Linked DNA regions of Gossypium hirsutum: region 1 is linked to region 2. Evidence: chromatin contacts called from public Hi-C data. All regions are on one chromosome and are shown on one strand. Each heading gives the region's core, a stretch centred on a gene start, on an enhancer-like site or on the middle of the called end of the contact. The rest is flanking DNA. Distances are from core to core; before and after follow the strand shown.

Region 1 (4,151 bases), core at 813-3,312, 130 kb after region 2:
GTTGATCTCAAGGCATTGAAATTAAAGTTGGATGCTGTACCTACTGACTCATAACAGTATATTCAAGATGTTGGTTTCAACATGGAAAAGAATATATGAGGGTCCCTTTGTTTAATATGAGTGCATGCAAGTTTCCAATCAAACCAAATTTCTTAATATATCAGCCTAGAGAGCAGTGAGAACATCAGAAAAGACAGATCCTTCAAAACAAGATGTTATTTATTAGGAAACATTATGCCAAAACAATAATTAGTTTATTAATTATCATAATTTCCCACAAATCTTGAAATACCAATGAAAGTGGAAAGTTCATTGTCATCCCCTCCACTCTCTTGTAAAAGGCAATAGGGCATGTTAGAGTCAAGCTTACGTGGACTCAATATTCACATTCATAACATAGGCCATCATTATTCATAAGTGGGCAACAAGCAAAGTTGTTAAAACCCTCCACCACCTAGCTAATTGTAAATCGGGTTAGCCTTTGTTTTTTTGTTTTTTTCCCGGCTTTTTGCCTTTGAAAGCCCCCACAATTCCACCTTGGGTGGGCTTCCCATTCAATCGCATTCCACTACGTACATATACTTTTGACAATACGATTAGGTTAAACCATGACAGTAGAATCAGATTGGATTGAGATTTAAATCACTTAAGTTGGATATTGGGTAGTATACAAGATAAAAATGGACGGTTGAATTAGTTAAATTAATTTTTATAATTTATAAATATTTTTATATTTTATTTAATTAAAATCAAATTAATCATGTTGGAATTGAGAATTGATAGTTTAATTGGTTGAATCACTTGTTCGATTTTTAAAATCATGGATTAAACTAGTACGTTACCTCATGTTTCCCACTGGGTTACTTTCTTTTTGTTTTTTAAAGTAAAAAGTTGAAAGTTAAAAGTTAAAATAGGTTTCAAATCCTTATATTCTTGGTAGATTTGAAATTTGGTCACTCATATTTTTATTTTTAAGAATTTAGTCATTTACTTTTCAGATTTAAAAATTCAGATTTAGTTGCTAATATTGTTAGTTAAAAAAAAGATATCAATTTTTTTATGAAATCAAAAGATAAATTATTGTTTTAGACATAGATTGTTTTAGGTCAAATTATGGTCATGATCCCACTACTATGTTTAAATTTTGGATTTAGTATCTATATTTTAATATGGTTCTTGTACTTTTATAATATCAAGTTAGTCCAAAGAGTTGATCCCTTTAATTATTTTAATTAAAATACTCATTCCGACTTATCATATTCGAAATAGATTTTTTTTTTGTGTTGAATAATGCTTTTAAAAAAAATTTACGTCAATATTTTAATTAGAAAAATTAAAGATGTTAACAATTTGGATTAACTAATATCATTGTAAAAGTAAATGACGAAATTATATCAAATTAAAATATAAATACTAAATTCCAAATATGAGCATAATAAAAGGATCAATGAGAGAAGTGGGCATTCTTTTTCTATATAGATACATAAATTTCCCCTCTAAAAACATCTTTTTAATATATACAAATATCTATATCGCCACCATAAGTTAAAATGTTCATTTTTAAGAAAAAGTTAGCTTCATTATTTTAACCGAAATAATTAGAGATAATAGCTATTTGAACATATTAGTGCCATTATTTTTAAGAAAACATTTTTTAGAGCTTTAATGTTAAAACATATTAAATTGAAATATTATTTTTTTAGGAAAGACCCAAAATTAATTTTTTTATTTAATCGAGTGGTTAAAATGGATTAGATTAAAACATTATATTTTAAGAGGAGTTAGAAATATAATTAAACCATGTAATTAAGTGGTTTTACGAAAACAAATCGTTTAAAATTGAAGTCATTTTGGGTTCGAATATAATTTAATTATTAAAAAAATTATAGAAAAAGCCAAAAATGTGGCAGCTTATCCAAACATCTTACATTGACATATTAACAAACATGTTGTGCGCAAAATTCCAATCAATTATAAGTTGATTATCTGAAGCTGACAATTTTGGTGTAGGGTTTGATGAATTAAAAATCTATCAACAAAATCAAAAACAAAATCCCAAGATTTGTCTTTGCGTACAAAGTACAATACAAAGCAGAATCTCTCAATCATGCTGACATCTCTCCGTATGCTGCCTGTCCTATGAGGTGTAAAAACAATCAAATCATTTATAGAAGGTAATCAATGCCCCCTGAAAGAAAAGGAAATACATAAAAAAGGGGTTAATCAATGAAATAACAAAGTGCAATGTATTTTATTGTTCAATTATTTTATACACAAAAAAAGAAAAAAAAATAAGCAGTGAGAGAGAGAAGGGGGAGCCGCAGACCAGTGCCTCGCCGAAACTTCAAAGAGTCACAGACCCCAATTTTTTTAATGGATAATAAATAAATTAAAAAAAGAGAAAATAATGGGACTAGGGTTTTACAGATGGAAGTCTCTGGAGAGAAAGAGTAGGTAATTATTTATTTATTTATATATGTGTATGTATGTATGTATAGGTACAAAGAGAGAAAGAAAGGAAAGAAAAGGGAGATTATTATAGTATGAATATGATGAGGAGGCAACGATGTTATTTGGATATAAGCATTGGAGAAGAGCTTGAGGGAAGGATAATAGTGGAACTGTTCAATGATGTAGTACCCAAAACTGCAGAGAATTTCAGGGCTCTTTGCACTGGTGAAAAGGGCATTGGCCCTAACACTGCTGTTCCTCTCCACTACAAGGTCCCTTATTCTCTTTCTCTCCCTTTTTGTTTTACCTTATTGTAAGGATTTTGCTTTCTGGGGTCTTTGCTGGTTTTGCTTATGGTTGTATGAAATGGCTTTTGTGTCTTTGAACTTGTCCAAAGTAACGGGGTTTTCTTTTCTTTGTGTTCTTGGAATGAGAGATTGATTTTTTTCCAGATGTTGTATATAAGTAATTCATGCTGTTTATTTGTTGTCAACTTGAATCTTGTTGTTGTTGTTGTTACTTGTTTCCTGATTTTGCTGATGGATCTTTTGAACAAGAAAATCTGGAATCACTTGGAATTTTGTTTTGGTTGTTTACTTGTGTCAATCTCCAAGTTTTTGAGGTTTTTCTGTGATTGTTTCTTCATTCTATAGTAAAAGCTTCAATCTTTTTGATCATCCTCAACATACCTTGACATCAGTTTCTGGCAACCAGCATGTCATTAAGGTTCAATTGTTCTCATCTTTTTTGCTTTAGTAATGCCATGTTAACTCATCTTTAATCAGATGGAAGAAAGTAGAGATGTCATCTAACTTTTTGTGATGCTACCAATGGTTTGTCTATGAAATGCTCTTACGCTGTAGTGCTGGTTTTGAGACCTAGAAATAGAAAAACTTAGGGGGTACTTGCTTTGACTTAAATCATATTCATGATCTTGATTTTAATTTCCATTTTCCAGAAAAGTTATTCCATATTCATTCTTGGACTCAAACAATATGATATAAGCCTGTACTTGTGATCTTCAAAAATTGGATATGTCATTGTAATGCAAGTAGCATATTGCATAAAACGTGCATGAATAGGAATTTCAATGTTAAGTGATTATGCATGACTTTGGATGGGAATTTTATTTTTGTTGGGATTGAACGATATATATGTTTTCATTTCAGGGAGGTCGTTTTCATCGGGTTATTAAAGGATTTATGGTACAAGGTGGAGATATATCTGCAGGAGATGGTACTGGAGGAGAGTCAATTTACGGTTTGAAATTCGAAGATGAAAATTTTGATATGAAACATGAAAGGAAAGGGATGTTATCAATGGCGAATGCTGGTCCTAACACAAACGGTTCTCAGTTCTTCATCACTACAACTCGCACTTCTCATTTAGATGGGAAACATGTTGTATTTGGCAAGGTTGTCAAAGGAATGGGAGTCGTTCGTTCAATTGAGCACGTAACTACTGGTGAAGCTGATTGTCCCACCGTCGATGTTACAATTGTCGATTGTGGAGAAATCCCAGAGGGGGCAGATGATGGGATATCCAATTTTTTCAATGATGGTGATGCTTATGCCGATTGGCCAGCTGACCTCGATGAGAGCCCTGATGAGCTCTCTTGGTGGATGACTGCTGTGGATTCTATCAAGGCTTTTGGAAATGAATATTATAAGGTAATGGGATTATGCATGCTTATGTTATGT
Region 2 (4,413 bases), core at 1,863-4,362:
GCTTCAAGAAGAAACAATTCTAGGAAAATAAAGCATCCATGCGAAGTAAAAATAAAGCATTCGCCACAACAAACAATTTAAACAACAAATTCAAAAAGCTAAAAAGAAAAAAACTAACACGGAGCAAATAATTATTCTTGGAATCATATTAATTAACTTACGAGTCAAGGAGTAAGTTACGACAAAGGTAGCCAACGCCCACCAGACCGTCCGTACTTTGGCATCTTCGATCAGATCCTGTATCGTCTCCATCGATTTCATTTTCCAGTTTTTCTTTCGATCTTTTTTTTTTCTCCCTCCAATTTTTCTTTCCAATTCGCGGAATTCGATTCCTTGATTTTCAAGAATTTTCAATTCTTTCTTAACATGGAGAAAAATAAATAATCACCGGAAAATAATTTGAATTTTTTTCTTCGATTAGCTTCAGCAGGGTTTAATATGGAATTAGTCACGAACGAAAAAGAAAGAAAATAATAACAGACAAGAAAATTAGAGCATCTGGAATTTGTTTTTAACTAAATAAATTTGAAAATGAATATGGAGATTATAATCAGCTATGAATAGTAGGGTTATATAAGGTTAATATACCATTTGATGCTTAAGTTTGGCTTTAATGTTCAATTTAGTATTTGAATTTTTTTTCTCAATTTAGTACTTGAGCTTTCCTTTGATGTTCAGTTCAGTACCTAAATCAAAAGTATCATGTGGCCCAATGAATGATTAACATGTGTGCTCTAATAAAATACATAGGTACTTAATTGGAAGAGAAAAAAATTCAAGTTCTAAATTAAATATTAAAACCAAACTTAAGTACCAAAGTGAACATTTAAACCAAAATCAAATACATAAGACAAAAAAATGCTTAAGTACCAAAATAAATCTTAAAATCAAACCTATGTATCAAATAATATATTAATCCGTGGTAATATTTCTCTCGAATATCAATTAGCCTCTAACCAAATAATAATTTTGGAGGTTTTTTTTCCTTTCATTTCGATATTTATTTTCTCTGTAAAATTTTGTTTCAATCCTTCTATTATACATAAATTTATAATTTAATATTTATACGTTAATTTAATATAGTTTAGTTTTTTATTATTATGTTATTAGTTAGTTCAAATAATTAATATCGTTAACTATTATTAAATTTTTTACTTTTTAATGCAATACTTAAACTGTCCATGACTGTAATCCTTAATTAAAAATATTATACATGAACCCACGTCTTTCAAGTTATTGCAACATCAATTATTTTAATAAAATTAAGACTAAATCGAAAACTATTTTTAACTATTTGACTAATTAATAACATTATCAAAATAAAATAAAATATTATATTATATTAAATATAATGACTGAATTCTAAATTTAAGTATAATAGAAAGACGGAGGAAAAAACCCGAAATGGAGGAAAATATTAGCAGATATTAACTTTGCTAACATGGCATGTACATGACCGTCTACGTGTATGTCATGTCAGTAATTAATTTTTTTAATTCAAAAAAATTATAATATTTTAAAATTATCAGGAAAGAAATTTATAATTTTTAATATTTTTTAAAATTTTAAAATATTTTTTGAATTTTCTAAAATTTTAAAAATATAATATAATTTTAGGAATTTAAAAAAAATAATTGTTGAAGTCGCATTACACAAAAAAATATCAAATTCTATGTTTTTAAATTTTGTCGACATGATTATTCTTATCTTGACACGATCCCAAAACTTATTCAATTAATTTAAGTTATTTAAATTAGTAATTTCAACTTGTTTAATTTAAATTTTAAAATAATTAAAAATTAAATTAATTTTAGTTTAAAATAATTAAATTTGAAAAGATTTGACTTTCAAATTTAAATGATTTGAACTTAAAATTATTACAAATTCAAAAATCGAAATGATATAAAATAATTTATACTTAAAAATTGATCCAATTAAAAGTATATTTTTAAACTTAACTAAAAACTATAACATCTAACTAAAGTTTTGAATATTGTATAATATATCTAAATCATAAAAATAAAGAAAAATAAAATTTATCATAAAATCCAGAGTTATAACATATTAGTATATGTAAAAAGAATATTTGATGTAAGGTCAGTACATATATTTTATATACAATTAATTAATAATAAAATAACATATTATTATTGAACCTCATGTGATGGGTTGATGGTTAAGAGTATTTACTGCCCTAAGTGTGGTCTGTATTCGAGTCACGCTAGTCGCATTGGTTGTTTGCATTTTGTCCTATTATTATAATTCACAAAAAAATAACATATTACAAAAAAGATTAAGAGTTCAAAAATATCAAAAGTTTTTAAGGTTAACAAGTAGAAAGCAATTGGTTAAAATATGCTATCGGCTTTTTCTCTTAATAAATTTGAAATTTAGTCATTATAATTTTTTCAATTTTTAAATTTAGATCTATTTGTTAACACTATACAAATATTTTTTTATTAAATTTATTGGTGCAATATTTTAAAATAAAAAAGTACTTGTTCGGTGGCTATGTAACCAATAAAAATAATGTTCAACAAAATAATTCTAACTGTATAAATACTTGAATTTTAAAATCCGAAAAGTAGAGGTACTAAAGTTCTAGAAATAAAAGCGCAAAAATTAAATTCTAAATTTACAAAAAAAATGTAAAAACTTATGACATATTTTAAGCAAAATAATTATATTCACCAAATACTAAGCATGATTCAATTATCATTTGAAAATAAATTACATTTAATATATTAGTTTAATTCAAGTAAAAAAGTATTAATCTTAATTAGTATAATTAACAATGCTAAAAAATTGAACAAATTAATAATATATATAAAAATAGAATGACCAAATTATACTAAATTGAAGCCTAGAAACTAAATCTAGAATTTTAAAAATAGTAGGAGGACCAAAACCAGAATTTTACCTATTATAAACAAAGGGTAGAAGTACAATTCAATCTCGGTCGAGTGGTGGTTGCATTTATATCTATATACATGCGATACGTTTCACCTGTAAAATTACCGGAACTCCTAATTATATGTGAACCAGCAATCTTTTCGGTAACTAAAACAAGAACCCAACATCCCATTCGTCCTCTATATAAACTCTGTCTTACATCTCCATCAACAACATTGTCTAAGCAGCCTTGGGCATTCCAAGGTGAATAAATAAAATGGCAAGTCGTCAAAGTTTTCAGGCCTTCGGCTGCTTAACTTTTTTCTCTTGTTTTCTATTTTGTTCATACACACCCACTTTCGCATTAAACGACGTCGAACAATCTTACATCGCTCGACGTCAACTATTGGCACTCCGTGAGAATGGTGAACTCCTTGATGGGTATGAATATACGGTGAAAACGACAGAGAAATTCGAGAATGAAAGGCTTAGGAGGGCTTTCATTGCTCTTCAAGCATGGAAGAAGGCTATGTACTCTGACCCCAAGAACATCACGAGCAACTGGATCGGGCCCAATGTGTGTGATTACAAAGGAGTGTATTGTGTCCGAGCACTGGATGAGCCCAAATTAAAAGTTGTGGCTGGTATTGATCTTAATCATGCTGACATCGCCGGTTACCTTCCGGTGGAATTGGGGTTGCTGACCGATGTTGCATTGATCCATTTAAACTCTAATAGGTTTTGCGGGATCATCCCCGAGAGCTTATCCAAGCTTACACTTATGCATGAATTTGATGTTAGCAACAATCGGTTCGTGGGGGCTTTCCCCAAAGTTGTACTGTCATGGCCGAGCGTCAAGTATATTGATCTCCGATTCAATAATTTTGAAGGTTGTTTACCACATGAGCTCTTCGAAAAGGATCTGGATGCATTGTTTTTGAACGATAATCGCTTCACTTGCAACATCCCTGAAACAATCGGCAAATCGTCTGTCTCTGTTGTGACATTCGCCAACAACAAGTTCAAAGGATGTATCCCACGTAGCATTGGCAAGATGTCGAACTTGGACGAGATCATTTTCTCAAACAATAACCTCGGTGGTTGTTTCCCTCAAGAAATTGGATTGCTTCGCAATGTTACTATTCTCGATGTTAGCAAGAACTCGTTCGTGGGTAGCTTGCCAGCAAACTTTTCGAGCTTGGAGAAGGTTGACGTTTTGGATATTTCTGGGAACAAGTTGACGGGGAGTATGCCGGAGGATATTTGCAAGTTGCCAAGCTTGTCTAGTTTCAAGTTTTCTTACAACTATTTCAGTGAGGAGCATATGGCTTGTACAAAACCTGAAAGGAAGAACATTGAGGTGGATGATACTGGTAATTGTGTGGCTGGTCGGATGAAGCAGAAGACAGATAAAGAGTGCAAACAGGTGGTGAGTAACCCGGTTGATTGTAGCAAGGACAAATGTACTGGAGGGTCTCCACCTTCTAAGCCTAAATCACCACCACTACCACCGGTCCACTC

The links. Hi-C and Micro-C count contacts between places; a contact is called where the count stands out from the background.
Region 1: a Hi-C map of leaf shows a contact between it and region 2, with 2.0 times the contacts expected there. The contact joins the promoter of LOC107894252 here to the promoter of LOC107956037 in region 2. A contact is called at or near these places in 2 of 34 Hi-C or Micro-C datasets (hypocotyl and leaf).

The regions. Positions count from the first base shown.
Region 1 is chrA13:4,635,103-4,639,253 of Gossypium_hirsutum_v2.1, forward strand. LOC107894252 (peptidyl-prolyl cis-trans isomerase CYP40) reads left to right here and starts at 2,063. Exons shown (of 10, transcript XM_041084555.1): 1 at 2,063-2,174; 2 at 2,499-2,723; 3 at 3,621-4,121. The coding sequence starts at 2,544.
Region 2 is chrA13:4,504,045-4,508,457 of Gossypium_hirsutum_v2.1, forward strand. LOC107956037 (pollen-specific leucine-rich repeat extensin-like protein 3) reads left to right here and starts at 3,113. Exons shown (of 1, transcript XM_041084551.1): 1 at 3,113-4,413. The coding sequence starts at 3,170. It overlaps LOC107941114, which reads right to left and starts at 546. Exons shown (of 15, transcript XM_016874642.2): 1 at 162-546. The coding sequence starts at 261.